Regions from separate parts of the Oryzias latipes genome. Here regions 1 and 3 are each linked to region 2. A link is a contact called in public Hi-C data. All regions are on one chromosome and are shown on one strand. Each heading gives the region's core, a stretch centred on a gene start, on an enhancer-like site or on the middle of the called end of the contact. The rest is flanking DNA. Distances are from core to core; before and after follow the strand shown.

What was found. A called contact is a pair of places that touch in the nucleus more often than the background predicts.
Region 1: a Hi-C map of fibroblasts shows a contact between it and region 2, with 2.5 times the contacts expected there. The contact joins the promoter of pcnx4 here to the promoter of prkch in region 2. A contact is called at or near these places in 3 of 5 Hi-C or Micro-C datasets (embryo and fibroblasts).
Region 3: a contact with region 2 is called in a Hi-C map of embryo, with 1.9 times the contacts expected there. The contact joins the promoter of LOC101159959 here to the promoter of prkch in region 2. A contact is called at or near these places in 3 of 5 Hi-C or Micro-C datasets (embryo and fibroblasts).

Annotation. Positions count from the first base shown.
Region 1 is chr22:12,146,711-12,150,518 of ASM223467v1, forward strand. It overlaps pcnx4 (pecanex-like protein 4), which reads right to left and starts at 2,031. Exons shown (of 11, transcript XM_004082550.4): 1 at 1,886-2,031; 2 at 1-161. The coding sequence starts at 82.
Region 2 is chr22:11,993,363-11,997,132 of ASM223467v1, forward strand. prkch (protein kinase C eta type) reads right to left here and starts at 2,439. Exons shown (of 14, transcript XM_023951757.1): 1 at 1,743-2,439. The coding sequence starts at 2,093.
Region 3 is chr22:12,165,022-12,169,179 of ASM223467v1, forward strand. It overlaps LOC101159959 (leucine-rich repeat-containing protein 9), which reads right to left and starts at 2,737. Exons shown (of 33, transcript XM_020713607.2): 1 at 2,496-2,737; 2 at 2,145-2,203; 3 at 906-1,124; 4 at 487-627; 5 at 276-339; 6 at 96-166. The coding sequence starts at 2,607. It overlaps rtn1 (reticulon-1), which reads left to right and starts at 2,844. Exons shown (of 9, transcript XM_004082287.3): 1 at 2,844-3,408. The coding sequence starts at 2,859.

The sequences.
Region 1 (3,808 bases), core at 781-3,280, 150 kb after region 2:
GACCTCCCAAAACTGTTTGGGGGAAGCGCTTCCAGAAGAACTCCTGTTTGTATTCATTGAGAAGGGGCACATCTGGCCCCATTCTGACCTTTCCCTAAAGAACGGGAGGTCATCTCTGTGCAGGAGGAGGATTACCAATCATCACCGATCAGTGGAAAAACCTGCAAAAAGAAACACATTCTGTTAAGTAATGAAGGTTTGCTAATTACTTCAGCAGAACAAGAATACTACAAATACATATACACAAGTTTTCCGTTTTGCCTTAACAAAAACCTTAATATTTGTTTTTTCTTTACCATATTATAAATAGTTAAACATACTGTAAATAATATTATTTGGCTATTCTGTCTATTGGCCTTCAAAAACAACATTTTGAGACAATGTTTGTAAAATAAACTACTGTCATAACTTCAATAATAAAGTTGAAGCATGATATATACATAAATGTGAATGTTTGTCTTTTTTGAAGGGACTGGTGTAATATTTAGCACAATCTTGCTGCATAGAATGCTAAAAAATGTCCTAACGGCTTAATCTTAGGTTGATATGCACAAGCTCTTGATGGACTTAAATGTGAAAAGACACTTTTAGCATTTTTTTTAATGATTGTCCCTTTATTTACATTTTGTGGACTTTATTTTAAATATTTTCATTATCTTCTATTTTTTTTAAATACACTTTTTCCCCCTAAAAGTAGGACTTTAATACTGATTATTCAAATAGCTCTTTTTTATGAAAGCTTGATGTATTACTATTTTCTTAGTGACTAAATGTTGATGTAACAAAAGTATAAACAGTTATTCATTTTATTTTTTTCTAAATAGAAACAGATCAGACTACATAAACGTTCCAATTCTCGTGGGATACAATCCATTAATTCTTATTTTACATTAAATAAAACATTTAATATTGAAAATATTCTGGTTGTAAACAACATGTTAAATTATTATGTGGAACATAAGAAGAAAAAAAAACATCAGATCAATATTACACTTGAGAACAACAAAGGACAAAAAGGTTTAGGTGCATTGTTGTAGTAATAGGAACTAAACAATACTTCATCCAAATACCTACATTTTCTTTACTATTTGTAATTGGATTTATTTAATCTTTCTGGGCTTTGTATATAATTTCAATTTCCTTGATAAAAAAAGAAGAAAAATTGCTTTCATGCAAACAAAAATTTAAGTGATGTGCAGTGGAGGTTTGACAAGACAATGAGAGTGAACAGAGTTGCTGTTACATTTTTAGTAATGCATGCAAAAACGTCTCGGCAACACACAAACATCACATTTCAAAGGAGCTAAATGCTATTCTGTTCAAAGCTTCAAATACATTGAAATATATCAAAGAGTATTTAACATGGATGAAAGTGATGTCATTAAGTCCACGGTACATGTTTGCTTTTAACAGAGGGTTAGAAGCTTCAACAACGCTTTTCGTTATTTTGCAGGCTGAACATCAATAATTAGAAAAGATATTATCTTACTTCTGATACAACGCTTTAGTCATGAATTACGTCTAAGTGATTTTTAGGGAGAAAATTAGATAGAAAAGCAAATATCCCCGAGTTGCTAGGAGAACACAACATACACAGCAGCAAACAACGATGTCTTGTTGATTCTTTTGGGGTTTTTTTTTGTTTTTTTTGTTCGTCTGTTTGTTTATTAGTTTACCTTCTTGCCATGCAACAAAAAACGCTCTTATATAATTATTCCAAGGAAGAAAAAAAGGTTAAAAATATAAAAATGTCTCCATGCAATGACATAATTTAGCTTCGTTAGCTTTAGAATTCTAAGCTAGCGATGGTAGCTCAACTGTTCTGTTAGTCTCCTGTTTTAGGTAAAATATAAGCAAGTTGTCAACCAGAGGAGGGTTAACTTACCTTTAAAAAGGAGACCAACAACACGTTATCTTTTCTGTGTAAATTGACGAACTGGTGGGAAAATTTCACAGAGGAGTGGTGGGAGAATTGACTATAGTTGCATTGCTTTGCTAGCTAGCAGATAGAATGCTAACAGACGAGCACAGTACACGGTCAGATTATAGCCAATCAGAGTGGCGCAGTCACATATACATGCACTGTAATTGGTTGGTTTTGTCGAATCCCACCCTTTCCATAATCAGCATCCCATATAAATACCCGGAATGTTAGCGCAAAGATCGTCTGGGGGAAGTTTAGTTATCAAAAAACACTTGTTGTTCCCCAAATACAAACACATTCGTGATAAATGTATTCATTTCTAATGCAAGGCATTGATGTTTGTGAGTTTGTATAGTTTTTTTCTACACTTACTACTTAGACCTGTATGCATTGAGCATTCTAAATAAAATAAAATAAAATAAAAAACCCTTGTTTATTTTACTGGTATTTTTCCTCACAAATTTTTTACAGTTAACTTTTTAATTCTATCACATTAAAATAACTTAAAAAAAACGAACTTAAGATAAATGTGTTTTTTGTGCTATATATATATTTTGTGCTATATATGTATATATTTTCGTCCCTGAACGAAAATTGTGTCCTTAAAATGTTATTTTTGAGGGGTGCAGGGGGAGGGGGTAGGCCAAGAAAGGGGCTGCACGATTGATGACAAGCATGAACACAAAATCAACACAAAGAAAGCTAACAATCTGGAGTGAAGGAGATTAAATTGTTGTTGTTCACTGGGCTTAAGGGAAAAAAGTGGCCAGCATGTTGTTTTTCCTTGTCATCTTGAAAAGCCCTTCCATTTTTTTCATGATACAAATACCTGTTAAAATAGACAAGCTTGAGACTGCAGTATGGTACCGTGAAATCTTGTGCAGCACGTGAACATCTAAAAGCAATATTTACTATTATGTCATTTAAGGAACAATTATGCAAACCTCCTGAGGTATAAAAGGGTAAAGCCAAATTGCTCAAAAGCCATCAGACCAAGCATTGAGAATTGATTTCTGTTCAAATTACCAGAAAATTGGGCATTTGTCTATTGTTTGGTTCCTCTCTTAACTTGTTTCTTTGCCGATTCAAAGAAGCGACAGAATGAAAATTTGAAATAATGTGATAAATGACACAGGTTTAACAGTCCCATAACGCTGAAAAGAAGTCCCACATACATATTGCCTTAGTACTTGCTCTTATCCAAAATGTCTACACAAAATAGAAGCATTTTCCTCTCCATTCTAATCTAAGTCTCCGTTTGCTCCTTATTTCACAGGAAACAAATTACAGGAAAATGACAAGCGACAGCAATAATTCAATGACAGGCTTTAAAAGAGGCAATATGACAAGACAGGATGTGTTTGTGAGGATAAAAGATGAACTTTGGCCATAATGTGCACCTTCAGAAGACAACACAATTTGGATTTTGTTGATGACATGCAGAGGGCCGACATCAGAAGCCAAACAGTTGATTTTTTCCAAAGCCAATATCTACTTAAGCCATGATGAAACTGTAACAAGCATGTCTTGTTGAAAAACGGTGGGCACTCAAAACTTGTGGAGTGTAAAAGTTGTGTCTTGGAGGAGTTTAATTCATTGTGCAATATTCACCTACATACATGATCAGCTTCTTCAAGTAGGAATTTCTCTTATAAAGTTGAACCAAACTAAGTAGAAGTGAAAGGATTTTCCATTCACAGTCTTGGTCTAAAGGTGCTCTGCATGCAGAAACAGAGCAAATCCTAAGAGTTAGTGGCCCAGCAGTAATTGCCCCATACAATGAATGTGTTTACCCCATGCATGTGTGTATGGTGAGGACACTACAGGGGGATGGGGCATCATGTATTACTGATTCAGCAAGCACAAACATCTCTTATTATGAAT
Region 2 (3,770 bases), core at 1,189-3,688:
AAGTTAACACTGACTTATAAATATTTACAGCAAGATTGTGTAAAGGGATAGGTTTTCTTTGCATTTTGCACTATAGAGAGAGCACCAGGTCTGGACAGGTTTCCTTTAACACCTGAAGAGGCTCTAAAAGTCCTGGAGGGATGAAAGTCAGTCAGAAGAGGGGGAACTCCAACTTAAAGAGGAGCAGTTTCATCTCCTAAAGGGTAAAAGGCCCTTTTTAAGATCCTCTCACATTTTTAAACCACAAATCAACCAAATGTGGTTAAGGTGCTGAAAGTTTGAGGCTAAAAAGAATAAAAGTCTTCAAAAATTCAAAGCAATTGTTGCATTTGTTGAACGTGCCTGGACATTGCGTGTGATTTGCAGCTCCTTCAATGTTTCTTCATCCCATTGATGCCAGTTTCACACCACGCTTTCTCCTGATTACTGACAAAGCCTCTAAGCCAATAAGCAGAGCATGGGGCCTTACAGGTGGAAAGCCGCTGGCAGCATCAACTCTGCTCTACTATCCAAGTCCATGTAAATGTATTGTTTTAAAGCTGGAAATCTTTACAAATTGAAGATTTTTGCATGTCAACCTTCTTTTTCCTGCCCTATGTATCATATGTTAGTGATTATTTTATTGGATCACAATTGTGATCAAGTGATTTACTACATTTTCACAATTTTTTAAGTTTATTAATCACTTATTTACTATTTTATCAGTGCCTTCAGCTTACATCAACTTCAGCAGCATTGTAATTTAAGCATATATACATATATACATACATACATACATACATACAATTATAGATTTCAACATATGAGACAAATAGATAAAATAAATAAGTAAAATACAAACAAAATAAAGGTTAAGTGTGTATTTAGATCAACATTATGGAAAACTTGCAACTGACTTTGAATAAATTCCAATAACAAAGTTGATTGCAACTATAAGAATTCATAGAATATTTTGATACGTATTCCAACTCCTAAAAGGCCATAAGACATTAGAAAGAAGTTGACACTTATCCAGTTCTCCTCACTCTGCTCACCTCAATCGACATTGAGTTGAAAACATCAGCTGATGTAACTTTACAACCCTAGTCGATTTAAAATAAAAGTAAATTTATTGTGATTAGGGCAAAAAGAAATTCTGGATTTGAACGTTTTAGCACTGAAAAATGACACCCTTCATTTAAATGTGACCAAACGCAATTGATGGAGAGGTGTGAGGCATTGGGTAAAAGGTTCAGAGAAAAAAAGGGCTTGATCTGAATAATCACCTGCAGACAGGGAGGTTTGATCAGTATAATCTAAATGTGTGTGTATTTGATTTGATCTAAAAAGGCAAATGCATGAATGTGATCACATGCAAATCTTTTTTTTTTAATATATATAGTTAATCAAGTTTGATTTAGGTAAAAACAAAAATGCAATATCCTTGAGGAGATTACATATTATAACTGTTGCAAAAAGGGTTTTAATCAGAGATAATCTGGTGTTAAATTATTTTATTACTTTGGTCCACATTTGAAAGACATTTTCTTAATTTACTTTTAAAAGTAAATTAAAATACTTTTCAAGATGTGTGCTGTTTTGGAAAAATGGCTGGACACGTTTTAATCCTAATCTGACCCTCGGGATTAATAAAGATTATTAAAAACTAAAGGATCAATCAGTCACTTGTGATGGCAGACTGAATGAGCTGGGAATCAAAACAGGAGTCCATGACACCTGGGAACTTCCCAGTTCCTACTCACCCATTCCTCAAAGTTCTCCCCCGTGTTGATGGTCTTGATGAGGTCTTCGAACTGGATGATGCAGTTGGCCACAAAGTCATCGTATCCGAGCGGGGTGTCGTGGAAGACCGCCAGTTCGATCTGCTTGCCGTCGTTCACGTTCATGCAGAACTCCTCGTTGTAGGTCGGCTGGTTGGTCTTCTGCTTGGTGTGAGTTTGTCCGATTTTGTATTCGTCCACCTTCACCACCATGTAGGGGTCCAGCGCCAGAGGGGCCTTGTTGAAGATGACGGAGTGGCGCGTGGAGGCGGTGGTGGGCTTGAGGTCCAAAGCCTCACCAATGCGCAGCTTCAGGTACCCGTTAAACTTCATCTCGACAAAGCGCGCGCGCGCGCATAAAGAAGCAAAAACACAAATAAGTTGTAAAGAAAAAACGTAAAAAAAGAAAATTAAATATTAATTTTAGAAAAACTGTCTATTCTAGAGTAGAAAACGGAGTTTGAATAAAGTCACGTCGTCTTGGCTCCAGTGCAAAGTCAGCTGTCGCAGCTCTGGACCAGCGAGCAGTCAGCCTGAAAACCTGTTTCTGAGCTCTTCGGGTAATAGGAAGCTCCAGCAACAACACGCCGAGCGGGCGGCCAGTTCCGCATAACTTGTCAAAGTGCGAACACTAACCCAAAATACACAAACACGAAACCTCCCAACCTGTCACAGCTTTAGTGGGTCACGTGGTTACATGGGCAGTCGAATTGGAGAAAAGGGAGACCTGTACTACATTGACCGGCATGCATTGCGGTGTAGTCGTGGATACGTCAGGAAGCCTCACCTGTCCTATTTCGTAAAATCAGCAAATTAAGATAAAAAAAGACTATTTCAACAAATGTATTTTATTTTTTTCTTAAATATATTTTTTAATTTCTTTTAAACATTTCAATTCAAAATTTTAAACGTTTACAATTTAAGAAAACATTTTTTTAAATAAACTGCTCATTAATATATATTTATTTTGGGATGCACCTCTACTGTGACCGTATACATCATTCTTTCTCCTTGGCATTAACACTTGTGTATCTTATCTGTAAATAAAATTTATCAAAAACAAACAATGATGTGCGAAAGGAAGATTTAAAATAAACAAAAGTCTTGTCTTCTTTACCAATCAAGTAAAGAGACCATTTTCCATTTTACCTAGTTTATCATTGTATGTACACAGAGAATTTTGCGCTGATTAAAAGTATTTATAATTACAAAATTAAATGTAAATATCCGATTTAATATTTTCGATGTCATGTTACATTTTGAATGACATGGTTGGGCAAAAAATTTCAATTTTGTTATTTAAGTGTTTATTATTTTGAGGATATTCCAAATATACAAATGTAAATGGTCCCACCCTTTTTTAAATCTTTTCTTCTGGACTTTAAATGAAATTAAAATACAGTAGAGCATGTGGAAAATATGAAGAAAATTTAATCTAAAAAAGGAACATTTTTTTTAAATATTTTATGTTCAATAAGATACAGTCAACCCTTGTTGATGTGAAGGGTGCACAGTATTTGTAGTGTTTTCTTTTACCTACCGTCTCAATAAAGGTTGTTACCAAAAGATAGAAAGAAATGTCCTCTGCTAAACTAATGTGCTACATCCTTTTGTTTATGTGTGGGCTGTTAAAAATGTGTTATGTTCTGCTCGTGAAGATTCTTGTGTGGTATATTTTTGAGTTGTATTATCCTAGTTTTTGTTTTCTTGTCTTATTGTTTATGGTTAGTTTGTATATTGATGTTTGGCTATTAAAGATTTAAAAGTGTCTGGATTAAATTAAGGCATTGAGATCCTTTGAATGGAATTGCTGAAACAAATATATAATTGAGCCCCATTTCTTTTTTGGTTTTCCTATTACCGGTAAATTTTGTAGTTTTAGTTACAGCCTCTTCTAAATAACTTTTTTGTATTTTGAGGAAAACTGAGCTTTTAATTTCTTTTAAATGCTATTTTTTGTAGCATTTTTAATTCCATTGTTTCTGCTTCACCTTTTCTCTCTGAGGGTGC
Region 3 (4,158 bases), core at 1,487-3,986, 170 kb after region 2:
TTTTAATAAGATTTAGAAAACACATGTAAGGGAGTTTTTTAATGAAAATAATTTGAAAAACATACTTTGTTACTCATTTTTTACCCCCTTTTTACCTTGAAGGAGCTGATCTGGTTCCCAGACAGGTTAAGAATTTCTAGGCTGACGTTTGGATCAAGGCTGTTCCCTAAAAAAGAAAGCTGACGTTTAGTTTTTTTTTCTTTTCTTATTCAACAGCTTTGTAAATTTCCACCAAATGTGAGAAAGAAAAGAAAAGGGCAAATCTGCAGATATACCAATCTTTTCAATTAAGTTGTCGGCGAGGTTTAGTTCCTTAAGGTTCTGAAGCATGTCCAAACCCTGCAGAAGAAAACAGAAACAGAGTAGAAAACGGCTTTGCATGTTTCAGAAAAAAATTCAAACAAAATATGTTATTGCATCATCAATCTAACAAAAACATATAATTCTATGAGACTGACATGAAAAAATGTAATGCCAGTTTCATACCTGGATTTTAGTGATGCAGTTATTGTTGAGCCACAGAACTTCCAGGTTAACCTGCAAATCTAAGTTTTGTATTTCACATATCTGATTATTATAAAGGTACAGCTTCTCTAGTTTTTGACAGTTTTGTAGTCCAGATATTTCCTGTTGATAAGACAATGAGAAAACAATTATATGTTAAAAACAAAAAGGTTAAACTCTTCGTCTCTGGGTTTGAAACGTTATTATTTGTTTTAATCCTTATTGCTGCAGTGTTTAATCTCACATACATACTTGAACATAAACTATATTATAATCTCATAAATTAAAAGTTGTTATGTCTGACATTTTTACACAAACATATACAGTACAGACCAAAAGTTTGGACACACCTTCTCAAGGTGCAAAACCAAACTTTTGGTCTGTACTGTATGAAAACTCACTCTAAGACGACACTGGACTATCCAGATCTGCTGTAGCAGAGGGCAGTTCTCCAGTCCTTCAATGTGTTCTATGGTCTGGTCCACGATGGTAAGGTGGCAAAGTCTTGGAAAGAAGAAGAGCCCGACCATTCGGGGGAAACCAGAGAAAAAGATCTCCAGAGACGTGACGTTACTCCCCTCCTGTGCTATTTTTTCATAGGAAACGCCATTGACCAGACACTGTTGTGAGCAAAAAGATGAACAATGATTCATGATCTTGATATTTATGCATCATAAATAAATAAATAAATTTAAAAAGGGGGGTTGAAATACAGTCAAATAAAAGCAAACCTAAAACCTTTTTGCTTCCACATTCAGTTTTTTGGGAGTCTTTTTTTTTTCTCCGTTTTTCTGACAATGTGTATTTAGACTGCAGCATTTATTCATATATATTAAAGAAATTCATAAAAATGCAAAAGCAGAAATGATATATTTTAAACATGTTCATAATGAATTTTCTAAAAAAAAACGTAATTTATTTTTGAATAAAAAAAACACTATTCACTCATTTCCTATTTCATGTAACAATCACAGAAGCCAGCAGTAATATTCTATATAGGCAGAAAATTAGGGGCAATTCATATTGATATAATAGTCTAGCAATGAGCATTTTTGCACTTGCATGGAGAGTAAATATTTAAAGTTATCTATTTGTTACAATGAATTTACAAAGAACATTACAAGATAATGATATAAAATAGATTTAAATGCATTAAAAGATCGTAAAGTAAACACAAATTAAAGTAAAGCAAAGTAAACACAATAAAAAAACACATATTTAATTAACCCTACAAACCCATAGGCAATTTTCTTTCTTTTTTTTACAATGTCTTAAATTTTTTTTTGTTTTCATCAAATATTTTTTCATCTTTACATTTTATTTTTTGGCCGCTGTTAATCGCTGCTACCCAAAATGAGTAAACAAAAAGTCAAATTAACTTTAAAACTACAAGTAATAATTTTTGGTAGTTCTCCATGGTTAATTGGCTACAAACAAACAAACAAACAAACAAACAAACAAATAAATAAATGCTGAGAGAGAGAGAGCCTCCAGAATAATTCCAGAGGGAGAGTGGAATTTCCTTTACATTTACTGTACATTGTTTTCTTTTTACTTGCAATTTATGTTGCAAACATTTCTTGACTACAAAATCAAAAACTTCTGCATGGTATCACATGTTTTTCTTAGTGTTAACTTACTAGTTTTTTGACCACCTCTTCATCCCTGCAGTTCGTCTTTTTGTCACTTTTCAACATAGCTGTGCAAAAAAATAAACAAAAACAACAAATTAAGCATTACTGGTCGGTTCTGCTGAAAACAATACAAAACTAACACGTGCCCGTCAATTTAAATGTTAAAAACCAATTTTGAGTAAACGTTTATATTTGCCCCTCCCCCCAAACATGCACACCAAACAAACAGAAACCGACCAAGTTTAAGGACTGAGCATCAGTTCTACAGACTCTCTGCACTGCACATATTATATATTAAAACGTAAAATGCATTTTTGTTATCGTTTATTAATGTATGATTGAAACACAATTGGTTACCAATATCGATGGGAAGAACGCGTATCCAGGCACGAGTGTTTGGTTGCCATGGAGGAACTCCGAAACTTTTCAAGCTTTGTTTGTACGCTGAGCTACCACACGAGGGCGCCATACTGCAAGATTTGTCTGGACTGTTTTCATGGAGACACAAGACATTTGGATCTCCAGAATATTCTTTAGTACAAAAGGCAGAAAATAAATAAAGTTTTTCATTTTTTTAAGTGCTATTCAGACTGAAAAAATAGTAATATTATATGTGATTTATTCCCTAAATTCTGCTTCTGTAATTGCCTTAAACATATTTTGTTAAACATAGTTTGATATTATATAAATTGATCGTTTTATTTGGTTTTCCTTATTTTAATGAAAACTAGGGTGTGTATTTGTCCTAAAGTTGCGTTGCTGTCTAGCGGACAGGATGACGTCAGCGGTGGCTCGGTGAACTACAACATCAACCTCTCTCCTCTGGTGCTGGTTCCAAACCGCCCGCTCCGCCTCATCCCTGCCGTCCTCACAGCCCCGGCACAGCTGAGCAGAAGCCAGGCGGGAGCGTCCCCGTGTTTTCCCGGATCACCCGTTCGAGCTCGAGCGTCGCCGCCGGCTCTGCAGTACGGTCAGACGGGGGGAGGAGGAGAGGAAGCCTCAGCAGCCGCTGACTGTTCCCAGTCTGTCCGACAACAGCAACAAAGCATGTCCGCTCAGCCCGGCGAGGAGCTCCGCGAGGAGGAGAGGTGGTTCGGGGATGATTACGAGAGGAACGGCTTGTTTGGGAACACATCCACCCGCTTCGACGAGCTGCGTCACGATTTGAAGCCGAGAGGTGGTGACGCTGTGGGCGACCTGGATCAACAATTTCATCCTTTCCAGGACGACGGGAAAAGGCCTCCCGTTGCTATGGAAACTGCCTCTACAGGTAAAACTTTAACGTAAATGAGACAAATCTTACTTTTCTGCCAAACCTAATAATACTCATGGGCAAAAGCAAACACAAGGAGTGATTTTATGTCTTAAAATGGGGGCGACTGATGCTGAGGCGCAGTTTATTATAGATTACGACAGACGGCCTGCTTGTCTGCTGTTATGAGGAGTTAAAACTTCTGGAATTGAAAACAAAGATGCTATTTTTTTTTGCAACTTTCAGGTTCTGATTTGATCTACATGTGTGTTCACATGCTGATAAATCTGAAAGGACTATATGTGATTTATGATGTTAAGGCCAGTTTTCTGTTATAAATACAATAAAAGAAGCACCTGTCTGGGTAGGTCTCAATTAGTTGATGATTGTTGGATAATAGTCAAAATGTTGTTGGCCAATGAGATCTAACTCACCAATTTGACCAAAAATGCTACTTAAAATAAGGTCAGAAGGACTAAATAAAAACAGCCTTAATTCAAAAGGTCTAAGAAACTCTAATGGCTTCAAATTTGTGCTTAAAGTCCTTCCCCTTTGAAGAACAGCTTGGCTCATGCTGCTATTTTTACTCCTAAGGTCGCTTGCCTCACTATTCGTGTGTTGGGCAGAAGTGAGCCACTTTTATTCACAAGTTCACTGAAAAATTCATAAGGTTATGCTTAAAAAAAAATCATGCGGCCAAGTTTCCTCTCTTAACTGCTCAAGCGCTCTCTCATTTGGCATGCTGCTTGAATCAAATCAATAAAAAAA